Regions from separate parts of the Oryctolagus cuniculus genome. Here region 2 is linked to region 1. Evidence: chromatin contacts called from public Micro-C data. All regions are on one chromosome and are shown on one strand. Each heading gives the region's core, a stretch centred on a gene start, on an enhancer-like site or on the middle of the called end of the contact. The rest is flanking DNA. Distances are from core to core; before and after follow the strand shown. Region 1 overlaps GALNT2 (polypeptide N-acetylgalactosaminyltransferase 2). Region 2 overlaps GALNT2 (polypeptide N-acetylgalactosaminyltransferase 2).

Region 1 (6,143 bases), core at 1,882-4,381:
GAGTGTAACATGGTATGGCTGCCATGGAAAACTACCACAGGACCCAGAAAGTCCTCTGGGAATCCACCCGAAAGAATTCAAAGCAGGGACTCGAGGTCCTTGTAGACCCAGGCTCACAGCAGCGTTATTCACAACAGCCAAAGGATGGGAGAGCAAGTCAGCCAGCCGCCGGCAGATGAAGGGGGTGAACAAAACGCAGTACACAGCCAGACAATGGAAGATCATCCAGCTTTAAAGAAGGAAATTCTCACACACCCCACGGCACGCATGAACCGTGAGATCATGCAGACTGAGACAACCCAGGGATGGATCTGTACGATGCCACTCACAGGAGGCACCTAGAGCCCTCAAACTCACGGGGCTAGGAGGCAGAGTGGTGGCTGCCAGGGCTGGGTGCATAAGAAGAATGGGAAGCTACTGTCGAGTGGATGCAGGGCTTCACTCTTCCGGGATGAAGAGAGTCCCGGGGTGTGAGGGTGGTGGTGGTCTCCTAACAAGATGAACGGACTGAGGGCCAGTGTACTGAGTGAAATGGTCAGCTTTGTTACATGCATGAGGGGTCTTCAAAAAGTTTGAGGAAAATGCAAATTATGAAACAATTATGCATGAACTTAAAAAAAAAAACTGCACTAAAATCAACTTATCTTGGGGCCAGTGCTGTGGTGCACTAGGTTAATCCTCTGCCTGTGGCACAGGCATCCCATATGGGCACCAGTTCCAGTCCCAGCTACTCCTCCTCCAATCCAGCTCTCTGCTATGGCCTGGGAAAACAGTAGAAGATGGCCCAAGTCCTTGGGGCCCTGCACCCACATCGGAGACCTGGAAGAATCTCCTGGCTCCTCGCTTCGGATCGGCCCAGCTCCAGCTGTTGCAGCCATGTGGAGAGTGAACCAGTAGATGGAAGATCTTTCTCTCTGTCTCTCCCTCTCACTGTCTGCAAACTCTACCTCTCAAATAAATAAATAAATCTTTTTTAAAAAATCAACTTATCTTTTAAGTCTACTTTTCCACAAACTGTGTGAAGTGAGTGATCTTACATTGTACCATAGTCAAAAGAAATTGGAAAAACAAAAAGGAATGAAGTATTGATACACGCTACAGACAGCATGACGAACCTCAAAAAAACTACGGCAAGCAGTAGAGGCCAGACACAAAAGGACACACACTGTAAGACTCCGTTTATGTCAAGTATCTTACATAAATCCTCAGGGACGGGAAGTAGGCTGGAGGCTACCAAGGACATGGGGAGTGACTGCTTAGCAGGCGCTGGGTTTCTGTGTGGAGTGACAGACATACTCCGAGACCAGACACAGTTGTTCTAAACCCCACTCAACTGTACATTTAAAATGGTTGGTTTCATGTTATGTGAAGTCCACCTCAATAAAAATGAATCGATTAAAAAAAAAAAAACACACACACACAAATCTTGTCACACACTATGACACAGGATAAGCCTTGAAGACATTATGCTGAATGAAATAAGCCAGTCCCAACAGGACAAGCACCTGTGACCCCGGTGACGTGATGTGCCTCCGGTGGTCACATTCAGACAGAGGGTACGGTGGCGGTCACCACAGCCAGGGCAGCCACAGTGGACTGGGTACAGAATCGTCACGACACAAGACTGAACAGCTCACAGGACTCTGGAAGTTTCACAACAATCTGAACACATGTAACACTGTACAACTGAAAAAATGGTTAGCACAGCAGATAGAGCTAGACAGTGAGAGAGACAGAGAGAAAGGTCTTCCTTCCGTTAGTTCACCCCCCAAATGGCTGCTACTGCCGGAGCTACGCCAATCCGAAGCCAGGAGCCAGGTGCTTCCCCCTGGTCTCCCATGTGGGTGCAGGGCCCAAGCACTTGGGCCATCCTCCACTGCCTTCCCGGGCCACAGCAGAGAGCTGGAATGGAAGAGGAGCAACCAGGACTAGAACCTGGCACCCACATGGGATGCCAGCACCGCAGGCAGAGGATTAACCAAGTGAGCCACAGCTACGGCCTGAGCACAGCTTCTGTGTTACATGTTTTTACCACACACACACACACACACACACAAATTAAATAAAGCTAATCTGGTCAACAAAACAGAAATAACATGGAGAACCAGAATCTAGGGTTGCTGTACCACTGAACGCCTGAACCCACCCTACACTCACATAGCCCAGAGCTGGTAAGAAACGCTGCCTGATTTGACATCCTAAACTGTCATCTGGTAATTTTAGTACCCGCTGTTCATTGTTTTTACTGTACATGGCAGGCTTCTGGAAGTTTCCAGCACAACTACTCATGGCTAACAACATCGCTCAGTAACCAAATGGGCATTTCATTACACGCCCATCAACACTTAACTCTGGCTACGAAAGCCAGCACCGAAGCCCCCGAGGGAGAGACCAGACTCGAGATCAGTGACACTGGAGGGCTCCGCGATCTTCACCAGTGATGGCAGAAGACGGAAGCACTCACCACTGCCCTCCTCACCACCTGCTCCTGAACCTGACCGTGAGAACCCCTGCCCCCTCTCACAACACAAGCTTGGGGCCCGAGGTCGGATGTGCCGAAGGAGCCTGGTCTGGGACGGGTCCATGGCATCTGCGGCTGCAGAATCTGCCCGGGTCCTGCTGACTGGGAACCACTGGCCCACGGGGTGGGCTGGCGGGAGGTAGCAGAGAGGAGAAAGTTGCAAGGAACGCTGGGACGCGGGGGATGGAAGACGAAGGCAGGAAGGAGTCCGAGGCTACTGCAGTCCTTGAAATTGAATTTTAATGCAGTTAATTCGAGTGCAATCAACAGGCAAATTCCTTCACCCTGCATATATTTCATCTGTGAAACTCGATAATTAGTACTGGTCATCAGATGAGGCAGCTCTTGCATACGGAAACTGAGCGTGCTCCAGCAGGCCAAGCCTTCCCTCCGCGGCGGGGGCAGGGGGGTGCAGATGCTGGCCCAGTGCCTGCTGTCTGAAAGAAAGGAAGGCAGGCGGCAGTTCCCAGGCCGGCCCTTCATCTCCACGGCCACGGGCACCCCCGCTACTGCAGTGCCCAGGGCAGAGGGGCAGGTTAGGTGCCCACCAGGCCAACACCGCAGTGAAGCCTTTGAACAGCTCCCTCTCTTAGAGGAGGTGACTGAGGCAGTGAGAGGTGCCCGTCCAAGGACACACCGGTACGTGGCAAGGCTGAGCCTTGAACCAGGTGACCAAGGCCTCGGAAGCTCGACACCGCCTGTGCCACCTCCGTACAGGACACTCGTAGCGGCCTGCAGAGGTACAGCCACGGGGCAGAGGCGCCACTGGGTGGAAGGTGCTGTGGCCCAGACACATTTTATGAATAACAAGTTATTAACTGCTCTGAGAGGCAGCCCAGGAGAGGCTGCCTGCCAACGCAAGCCTCACCTCTGCCAAAATTACGTCCTGGGCGGAGGTGAAACTGAGGAGGAGGAACAGAGTGAAAAGGTACATAAATCCCCTGGACTCAAAGAAACCTGCTCATTACACTGCTGCTCTCCTTCTCAGCCAGTAAGAAACACTCCCCAACACACACACAATATAAACTAAAGAAGGCGCCCGTCTCCACCGAGCCAGTTAGTACTGGTGCAGGAAGCCCCCACAAGGCCTCCCTCTCACCTGCTCCCCTCTGTCCCCTGTCTCCCTCCACTCACCCTGCCCCCTCCACTCCACCTCCCTGGTCAAATAAGCAGCAGGTGCAGGGCTAGAATTGTGGTTTTGTTGCTTTTGTTTTGTTTTGTTTTTAGATTGATTTGAAAGGCAGAAGGACAGAGAGAGAGAGAGCTTCTATCAACTACTTTACTCCACAAAAAGCTGCAATGACCAGGGCTGATTCTGGCTGACTCCACGCAGGGACACTTGGCCCCTTCCATACCATGGGAGGCGGCAGATAGCCTGGGTGTCTGTATCCTTGTTACCCACGCAGGAGACCTGGATTGAGTTCCTGACTACCATCACAAGCCTTTCAGGAGTAAACCTGTAGACAAGGAAGTTCTCTCTGCTTCTGCAAAGCAAATTAATTGAAACACACACACACACAGAGCCAGTCAGAGGGAGCTCCAAAAGATCCAGACTAGACTGAATAAAAGGCCTTCAGCTGTCTAACCCAACATCTAGCTGTGTAGACCAAGCAGGTGGACTACCCTGGGGATTCTCCAGCCGAGGTGACTGGCTAAAGATTACTTTCTACAATGATGAACTGGTTTAAGAAGGGTTAATAGTGGAAGCCTCTTTTCCAAAGAGAGCTGGAAGGGACTAGACCGCTTAACAATTTATAATTCTGTTTCTCATTATCTCTCTCCTATACTGCATCCCTGCACAGTCTTGCTCCACTCCTCAAACAAGCAAAAGCAGCAGCTCCATCTACTAAGCAGTGAGGAGTTAGCAGCTTAGCTTACAAACACAGCTGGGGCCTGGCGGCTGCAATGGCAATACAACATTTCTGCATGACAAGGCGGATGTGCTTGTCTCCCAATTCCATGTCCACACTGCACCTGGGGACAAAGCCAGATTCTCACCCAGACACGCTGCAGACTCCCCGCCTGGACCAGCAGCAAGGACCACTGCTACATCCGGGGCTGTTACCCATCAGACACTCAGCATGCAGATCCCAGCATAAGAAGGGCAGAATGACGTCGTAACCTATAGGGAGGTCCTCCAGCAGACGGCCCAGAGGGAGGAGCGAGAGCAGAGGCAGAGTCCCTGGACAACAGGCCCTCCAGCACACAGCTCGCTCAGCTGTTCTCACCATGGGCCCACCAGTCGCGCCCAGAACCTTACCCACCAATGCCTGGGTGCTGAGCCTGATCCAGGGAGTACAGTGACAGACCAATGTCCTAAAGGCTCACCAAGCCAACCGTCTCTCTGATTGCTCTTCCTATTAGTTGTCCTTCTTTGGTTACCCAAGAATGTTAAGTTCATTTTGGCCCTGGGAATTTTGCACAGGATTGTCTGCATGCCTGGAAAGACAACTACCACACGTTCAAGGCTGGATCCTTCTAGTCACCACTTCTCCCCATGGACGTTTCCTGATGATGACCTGATCCCTCGTGAAGCCCCACGTAGCGTGATCTGACATTGGCTTGGTCACTGAACTCCCCATACCGCCCCCAGACTATACACCCCAGGCCCACATTTGCCTGGCTCCCCTCCGACTCCCTTTCTGAGGGAGGAAGGCAGGCAGGCAGGGGGCTAGTTGTGCCGGCCCTCCCAATGCTCCCACTGCTGGGATACAGGTAAGCCAATAAAGGAGGACAGAGAGGAGCAGACGTTTGTGGCACAGCAGGTTAAGCACTGCTTGGGATGCCCACGTCCCGTATCTGAGTGGCAATTCCAGACCCGGCTTTTCTGCTTTCAATCTGCCTTTCTGCTAATGAGTCCTGGGAGGCAGAAGATGATGGCTCAAATTCTTGAGCCCCTGCCACCCATGCAGGAGAACTGGATGGTATTCCTGGCTCCCGGCTTCAGCCTGGCCCAGTCCTGGCTGTTGTGGCCATTTGGGGAGTGAACCAGTAGATGGAAAATCCTCTCTCCCTCTCTCTCTTGCTCTGCCTTTGAAGTAAATGGAAATACACATTTAACAACAAAAACACTCAGAGGCACCGGGCAGGTTGGGACAGTCCTGGGTGCCCACAGCAGCACATAGTGAGGGGGAGCGTTCCTGAGGTACAGCCCCCACCTCACAGGCATGCACCCCACTATCTGAGTGCTAGTCAAGAAAGCTCAGGCCTATCCACAGGCCTAGTCCTTCTCCTCTGTGGCCAACACCAGCCCCTTCAGCTCACACGCAGCTCAGAGGCGGGGAACAGCAGGGCCGCCTCCAGGCCCCTCCCAGGGGAAGGGGCCAAGAGAGGCCCACAGGAATGTGCAACCTGTCCACACAATGCAGTACCCAAATACGCCACATGAAGGGTGGTGCCCCCGCCCTGAGTCCCTGAAGCGACTACCTGCAGAATGCCGCCCCCCTCTGTCTACACTCTCCGGGCGCCATCGAGCAGAAGAGATGGCTACCTGAAGGAAAGGCCAAAGCCTGAAAACGCAGGTTCTAAATCCTGAACTCTCTGAACTCAATGCAAGCACCAGAGGGCTGCAGGCAACCTTTAATGGTCATCTCTCAGTCCTGCTCCCTAGTCTACCAGCCTG
Region 2 (6,006 bases), core at 2,756-5,255, 75 kb before region 1:
TCTCCCATGTGGGTAGCAGGGACCCAAGCACTTGCTCCTCCGCTGCTTTCCCAGGAGCACTGCCAGGCAGCTGGATTGGAAGTGGAGCAGCCTGGTACTTGATACAGGATGCGGATGCCACCAGCAGTGGCGTAACTTGCTGTACTACAACACCCACTCTGCCATTTCTTAAGAGGTGAAAACATGCTGCCAAAGGAAGCCACTAGAAGACCCCTACCACACAGTTTACTGGAAGGCAACTTTTTAAGAGCAGACTTAGCTTCTTGCTGAAGACCAGGACCTCCCACAGTCATGCATTTTCACTATAAACTGACACAGGACTAGGAGGAACCGGGACTACTTGCTGTTTCTAATGCTTGGGGCAGGTGTTTTACCAGGGCAGCTCAGAGGAATCATCTTTGGACCTTCTCACAAGTGGAGGAATAACTGGCTGATATACTGGGTCACTATTTAAACTTTCACTTTAAAAATAGGGTGGTGAACCCTTAACAAACTGACAGATGTCATTTAAATTTTAAAATATTTTTATTTACTTTAAAACTGGAGAGATACAATGAGAGAGGGAGAAAACACATGTCTACTGATTCCCACATCTTCCCTCCGCCCCAAACACCAGCAACAGTTGGGACTGGGAATAACACACCCACAGCAAGCCCCCAAAACCTTTCCTGGGCTAAGAACCAAAGAGACACGAAAGGTCTAAGAATCACTACGTGGGTAGAGCAGAGAGCGAGGAAACAAGGAAGGCCGAGCTTCCTGGATTTCCCAAGGCCTAGTCATGCCCCAGCCAGCTTACTCCTAAGCTCAGGGGATGGGGCCCAGGACTGGGGGTTTTCTAGGGGTTTCCGGGCAGAGCCACTGGCTGCATCCTTGCACACACAGGTTCCCATTCATCACTCCAGCCTGGCTCTGAAAACTGTGCAGGTAGCTGAAATGGGAGGAGGGTATATTTCCACTGTGGGTTGGTTCACAGTAGAAGAGTGCTCTGCACATAGGAATACGTCCTTGCTCACAAGTGAAAAAAAAAGCTGCATTAATGATAAAGGTCGCGGCTTCATTTATTTTACTGCATGCTCTCAAAGAAAAGCAGGCTGGTGAGAAACAACAGGAGGCGGCTGGAAATTTGGGAGCTGTCACCCGCACTGACGTCACGAACGACCATGGCACGGCCGCTAGTCCCTCCAGCACGGCGCTTTCCTAACATGCAGCGGGCCTGCAGGACCATCCCGCACGCTCAGCCCGGACGCGCTCAGTCCGCTGCCTTAACCTGGCTGAAGTCTTTCCACTTGGACCCCTATGGACGCGTCCAGAGGAGAGGGCCATCAGTGAACCAGCCTGTAGCACCTGATACAGGACAAGGAGAGGTTTGCAAATACCAGGTCGGCATGGCCAATCAGCGTTGCTCTCTCTCCACCGGCTCGGGCAATTGTGATGGTCTCTTTGAGCCTCAGTTTTCCAATGTGGAACACAGAAATTTAAAAGGCAACCCTATTCTAGTCCCTGAAATACCACAGCTGACAGGCGTTTCTTGAATTGTGAGGCAGGACACAAGTCAGATGCTAAGTCCTGCCCCTGGGAACATTAAACCTGACTTCTTCCAGTTGCCTCCCCTAGAAACCAGCAAGGTCACGCACATGAACCTGTCAGCAACTCAGCAGTGAGATGCAGGGACGTCACAGCAGGAAAAGAACATGAGAGGCAGCCTCAGGGAGTCTGAGCCAAGTGGGAAGCTGAGCTAACAACACTGTTACTGGTTCTTTAGTTAGAACAAATGAATCCTACTAAGGCAAGATTTTAGTAAGAAGAAACTGGGTGTGGCATTTCTGAATTCCTGAATGTTGTATAAATCAAACTGTTCTAGAAAAAAATTAAAATTAAAAAATTAGAAGTAGAAATTGTACTTATGTACATGGAAGTTCATCATATGAATAAAACACACCTGGGCCAATGTCTGCCAACTTTAAGTCTTTCTAGGGTGCCTGTCCACTTCCTTATTTATTTATTTATTTATTTATGTGAAAGAGTTACACAGAGAGAAGAGAGGCAGACAGAGAGAGAGAGAGAGAGAGAGAGAGGTTTTCCATCTGCTGGTTCACTCCTCAATTGGCTGCAACGGCCAGAGCTGCACTGATCCGAAGCCGGGAGCCAGGAGCTTCCTCCAGTCTCACACGCGGGTGCAGGGGCCTAAGGACTCAGGCCATCTTTTACTGCTTTCCCAAGCCACAGCAGAGAGCTGGATCAGAAGTGGAGCAGCCAGGTCTCGAACCAGCACCCATATGGGATGCTGGCGCTTCAGGCCAGAGCATTAACCAGCTGCGCCACAGCGCAGGCCCCAGTCTGGCCACTACTAATGACAATTTTAACCCTCTGTATTCCCTCTCCCTTCAAGGGAGTGAAGGTGTAAGTCTCCTGTTAAAACCGATCTGCTGGAACCCATCTGCTAGGGCCGGCGCTGTGGCACAGCGGTACAGCGGGTTAAAACCCTGGCCTGCAGTGCTGGCATCCCATATGGGCACCAGTTCTAGTCCCAGCTGCTCCACTTCCAATCCAGCTCCCTACTAATGCACCTGGGAAAGCAGCGAAGGATGGCCCAAGTCCGTAGGCCCCTGTACCTACATGGGAGATCCAGAAGAAGATGCTAGCTTTGGACTGGCCCAGCTCCAGCCATTGCAGCCATTTGGTGAGTGAAGCAGCAGATGGAAGATTTCTGTCTGTCTCTCCCTCTCTCTGTCTAACTCTTTCAAATAAATAAATCTTAAAATAATAAACATATAAATAAGAAAATAAGGAGTTGGAATTGTGGCACAGCGAGTTAAAGCCCTGGCCTGCAGTACTGGCATCCCATATGGTCATTGGTTCTAGTCCCGGCTGCTACATTTCCAATTCAGCTCTCTGCTATGGCCTGGGAAAGCAGTAGAAGATGGCCCAAGTCCTTGGGCCCCTGCACCCATGTGGGAGACCCAGAAGAAGCTCTTGGCTCCTGGCTTCAGATCAGCTCAGTTCTGGCTGTTGTGGCCAATTGGGGAGTGAACCATTGGATGGAAGACTGTGGAAGAGAGACAGTGGAAGAGAGTCTCTCTCTCTCTCTCTCTCTCTCTCTCCCTCTACCTCTCTGTAACTCTTTCAAATGAATAAAATAAATTTTAAAAAATTAAAAGAAAATAAAAAATAAAACCAGTCTGCAGTGAGTGATGGGCTCTGCTCCAGGAGACGCAAAGGGCGATCCTAACGAGTGGCCTATTTCATGCCACAGCCATCTTCTCACGAGCAGCCCACTCCTCCTGAGCTCTCCCGCTCACAGCAGAAGCCCCAACGGAGAAGTAGCCCAGAGCAAGGGGAGCACGAGGCGAGCGTTTCTTTCTTCCTGGTTGTAATCAGAGTCTGTGAAGAAAGCCAGCTCTTGGCACCTGTTCCTGAGGGCAAGCGCAGCGGGATGACACGTATGTAACGAGAGCCCAGGAGCTGGCGGGCTCCTGCCAGTCCAGCAGCCCTGGACGGCCTGCTTCTGCACCCTGTCTCCCCCCCCCCCTTCTTCCAGTAAACAGGGGGCTTGAGAAAGCCTTCCACGACTACAGCCCCACTTCTCCTGGGTTCCTCCACTGGCAGTGAAAGCCAATTCTCTTCCTTTGGAGAAATGATGGTTTTCATCAAATTTGACCAGAACATGTCTTTTTATTTTTTAAAAAAAGGGCACTTTAGTAAATATTTCCCCCATGACTTAGATAAAAATCAGCTGCATTTTGAAATAATTCCCAGAAGACAAGTGGCAGAAGGATTACGCAGGCACCGCGATTCCCCGGCTCATCGCCAGGGAAGTCCACATCCAGGCTGCCCCACCCCCACCACTCAAATCACCTCCACGTGTGTCCATTCCCCCCAGCAAAGCTTCGTCCAGAATTTCTGAGGTCTCGTAGAACCACACTGCAGTGCTACCCCCTCACCAGAAGATGGTGCCCTCTCACCCCCAACTCTCCCTGTTAAGTCATCCCCACTGAGAGCCCAGCTTCCACGGTTCAGGTTCCCTTTCTTGGTCCAGCTCTGGAACCAATGAATCAAAACTGGCTCCAGATCTTCTATCTGTTTGGAACAGCATTTCGAAAGATTAAGTCTCAGAATGACATAATGGGAGCCCCAGGGGAGCGAGGGGGTGGGAACTGAATGGAAAATTTGTATTGAAGCATCTTCTCCCGCCAGTCCCTCCACCAAATAGGCCACCACAAATTGATACAGAGGTAGAAATTCCTGGTAGTAGGGCCCAGGTACAGCTGACCCAGGTTTGAATGCCATGGACTGCTGTTTTGAAAGCACTAGGCTGACGCTACTGTTTTCTCTGTAGCTTCTCACGTCTCCCCAGCAGACTGGATACAGCAGCTTCTCCCTGAAGTCGGGGCAAGCGTAGCTCGGACGCAGATTCGCTTCTCTCTGGGAACCATGAGAGTCAGATCTGGATGTGGAGAGGGGGAGGGACGCAGGGGTGTCAGGCGGCGGAGGGGACAGAACAGTGGGCGGGGCTAGCTCCCTGGGATCCCCCAACCCCGCCCTGGGGGCTCCGCAGGGCTGAAGACAAGGAAGCAGGTGGATGTCCTGAGAACTAACAAATCCTGCCGCGGTTGGGCGGTAGAGTGACATCGCCCATGTGGGTGTTTTGGAAAGACAGCTGACATGGCCGGAAGCCCAGAAACGCCACGTGCAAGGCCCAGCCCACGGTGCGTGTGCTCCCTGCAGCCAGCAGCGTCTCGGTGACACTGCGGGCAAGAAGCCTCAGAGAGGCTGCACAGTGAGCAGCAGCACGTGGGAACTGTGCACCTGCTTTTATGAATGTAAAATGTACGTGTTCTCATTGATGACCTCTTCCTGTGGGGGTCAGTAGCTACTAGCTGTGTGGTGTTACCCCAATAACTTCTAAGAGTGTCCTAAATCTTTTTCTCGTGGGCCACAAATTCTAATACGAAGAATCCATGCAACAGAACACCACCCTGCCTTCTTAGCTTATATTATAGCCAAGGAATCACGTGGGAAAGATGATTCCCAAATTCCACTCCAACTTGATCCCGAACCGCCATCTTTCCATGGCTCCAAGCAGAGGGTTCGTGTTATTCCCTAGTGTGAGTGGCGGATGACAGGGTTCTGCAGAAACCGCCAGCCCTAGTGGGCACGCCCCAGTGCTTCCCAGGGCTGATGGTTACTGCAGGGGCCTCCTTCCCTTGAGTCCTGCCCCAGGGCCGGATGGACAGTGCCCAGCAGGGAGAAGCTGTAGGAGCCCCTACCTCTGGCACACTTCTTTACAAGTCCATTCTCAGCCTTCGGCACTGCCACGCTATTTGGTATCATAATATGGGCTGCAGACGCCTCACTGTCGAATTTAAAAGCTAAAGGATGCAGTGTAGGGGCTGGCATCGTGGTGCAATGGGTTAAGCTGCTGCTGTTGGGACTCCAGTATCACCTTTTAGAATGCCTGGGAAGGCATCAGATGATGGCCTGAGTAATTAGGCCCCTGCCACCCAAATGGGAGACTGTGGATAATGTTCCTGGCTCCTGACTTCAGCCTGGTCCGGCCCCAGCTGTTGTGGCCATTTAGGGAATGAGGCAGCAAATGGAAGAGCTCTCTTTCTGTCTGTCCCTTTCTCTCTGTTGTTCTGCCTTTCAAATAAATAAACAAATCTTTAAAGAATATGGTGTAGATTAGTTCAATCTTACGGAAAAAACTCTGGCATACCAGATCAAGAACCGGAATGACACATGAAACCTTTAAGCCAAGAAATCCCACTCCTGAGAATCTATCCCAGTGAACAAACCCAAAATAAGGAAAAAATCGCATACATGAATATTATAGCATTAGTTATCAGAAAAAAGAGCCAAAGTGTTCAATAAAAGGTTAATTTATGTCACAGCCCCTTAAAAGAGTATTAGATAATCATTAAAAAGTATAAAGATCACATAGCCATATGCAAAATGGCCATAATGTGTTAAATGAAAAGCCAGAGAAAAAATTTTATGTACACAATG

The links. A called contact is a pair of places that touch in the nucleus more often than the background predicts.
Region 2: a Micro-C map of ear pinna shows a contact between it and region 1, with 5 times the contacts expected there. The contact joins two enhancer-like sites. A contact is called at or near these places in 3 of 6 Hi-C or Micro-C datasets (ear pinna, liver and an unstated tissue).

Annotation. Positions count from the first base shown.
Region 1 is chr13:49,761,964-49,768,106 of mOryCun1.1, reverse strand. The region is part of intron 1 of GALNT2 (polypeptide N-acetylgalactosaminyltransferase 2); the gene reads right to left. Among named protein-coding and RNA genes, the nearest start is that of GALNT2, 21 kb to the right of the region's middle. Within about 2 kb of position 3,131, at least 2 of the 8 cell types and tissues checked have an H3K27ac peak or open chromatin away from gene starts, as enhancers often do.
Region 2 is chr13:49,837,785-49,843,790 of mOryCun1.1, reverse strand. The region is part of intron 1 of GALNT2 (polypeptide N-acetylgalactosaminyltransferase 2); the gene reads right to left. Among named protein-coding and RNA genes, the nearest start is that of GALNT2, 97 kb to the right of the region's middle. Within about 2 kb of position 4,005, at least 2 of the 8 cell types and tissues checked have an H3K27ac peak or open chromatin away from gene starts, as enhancers often do.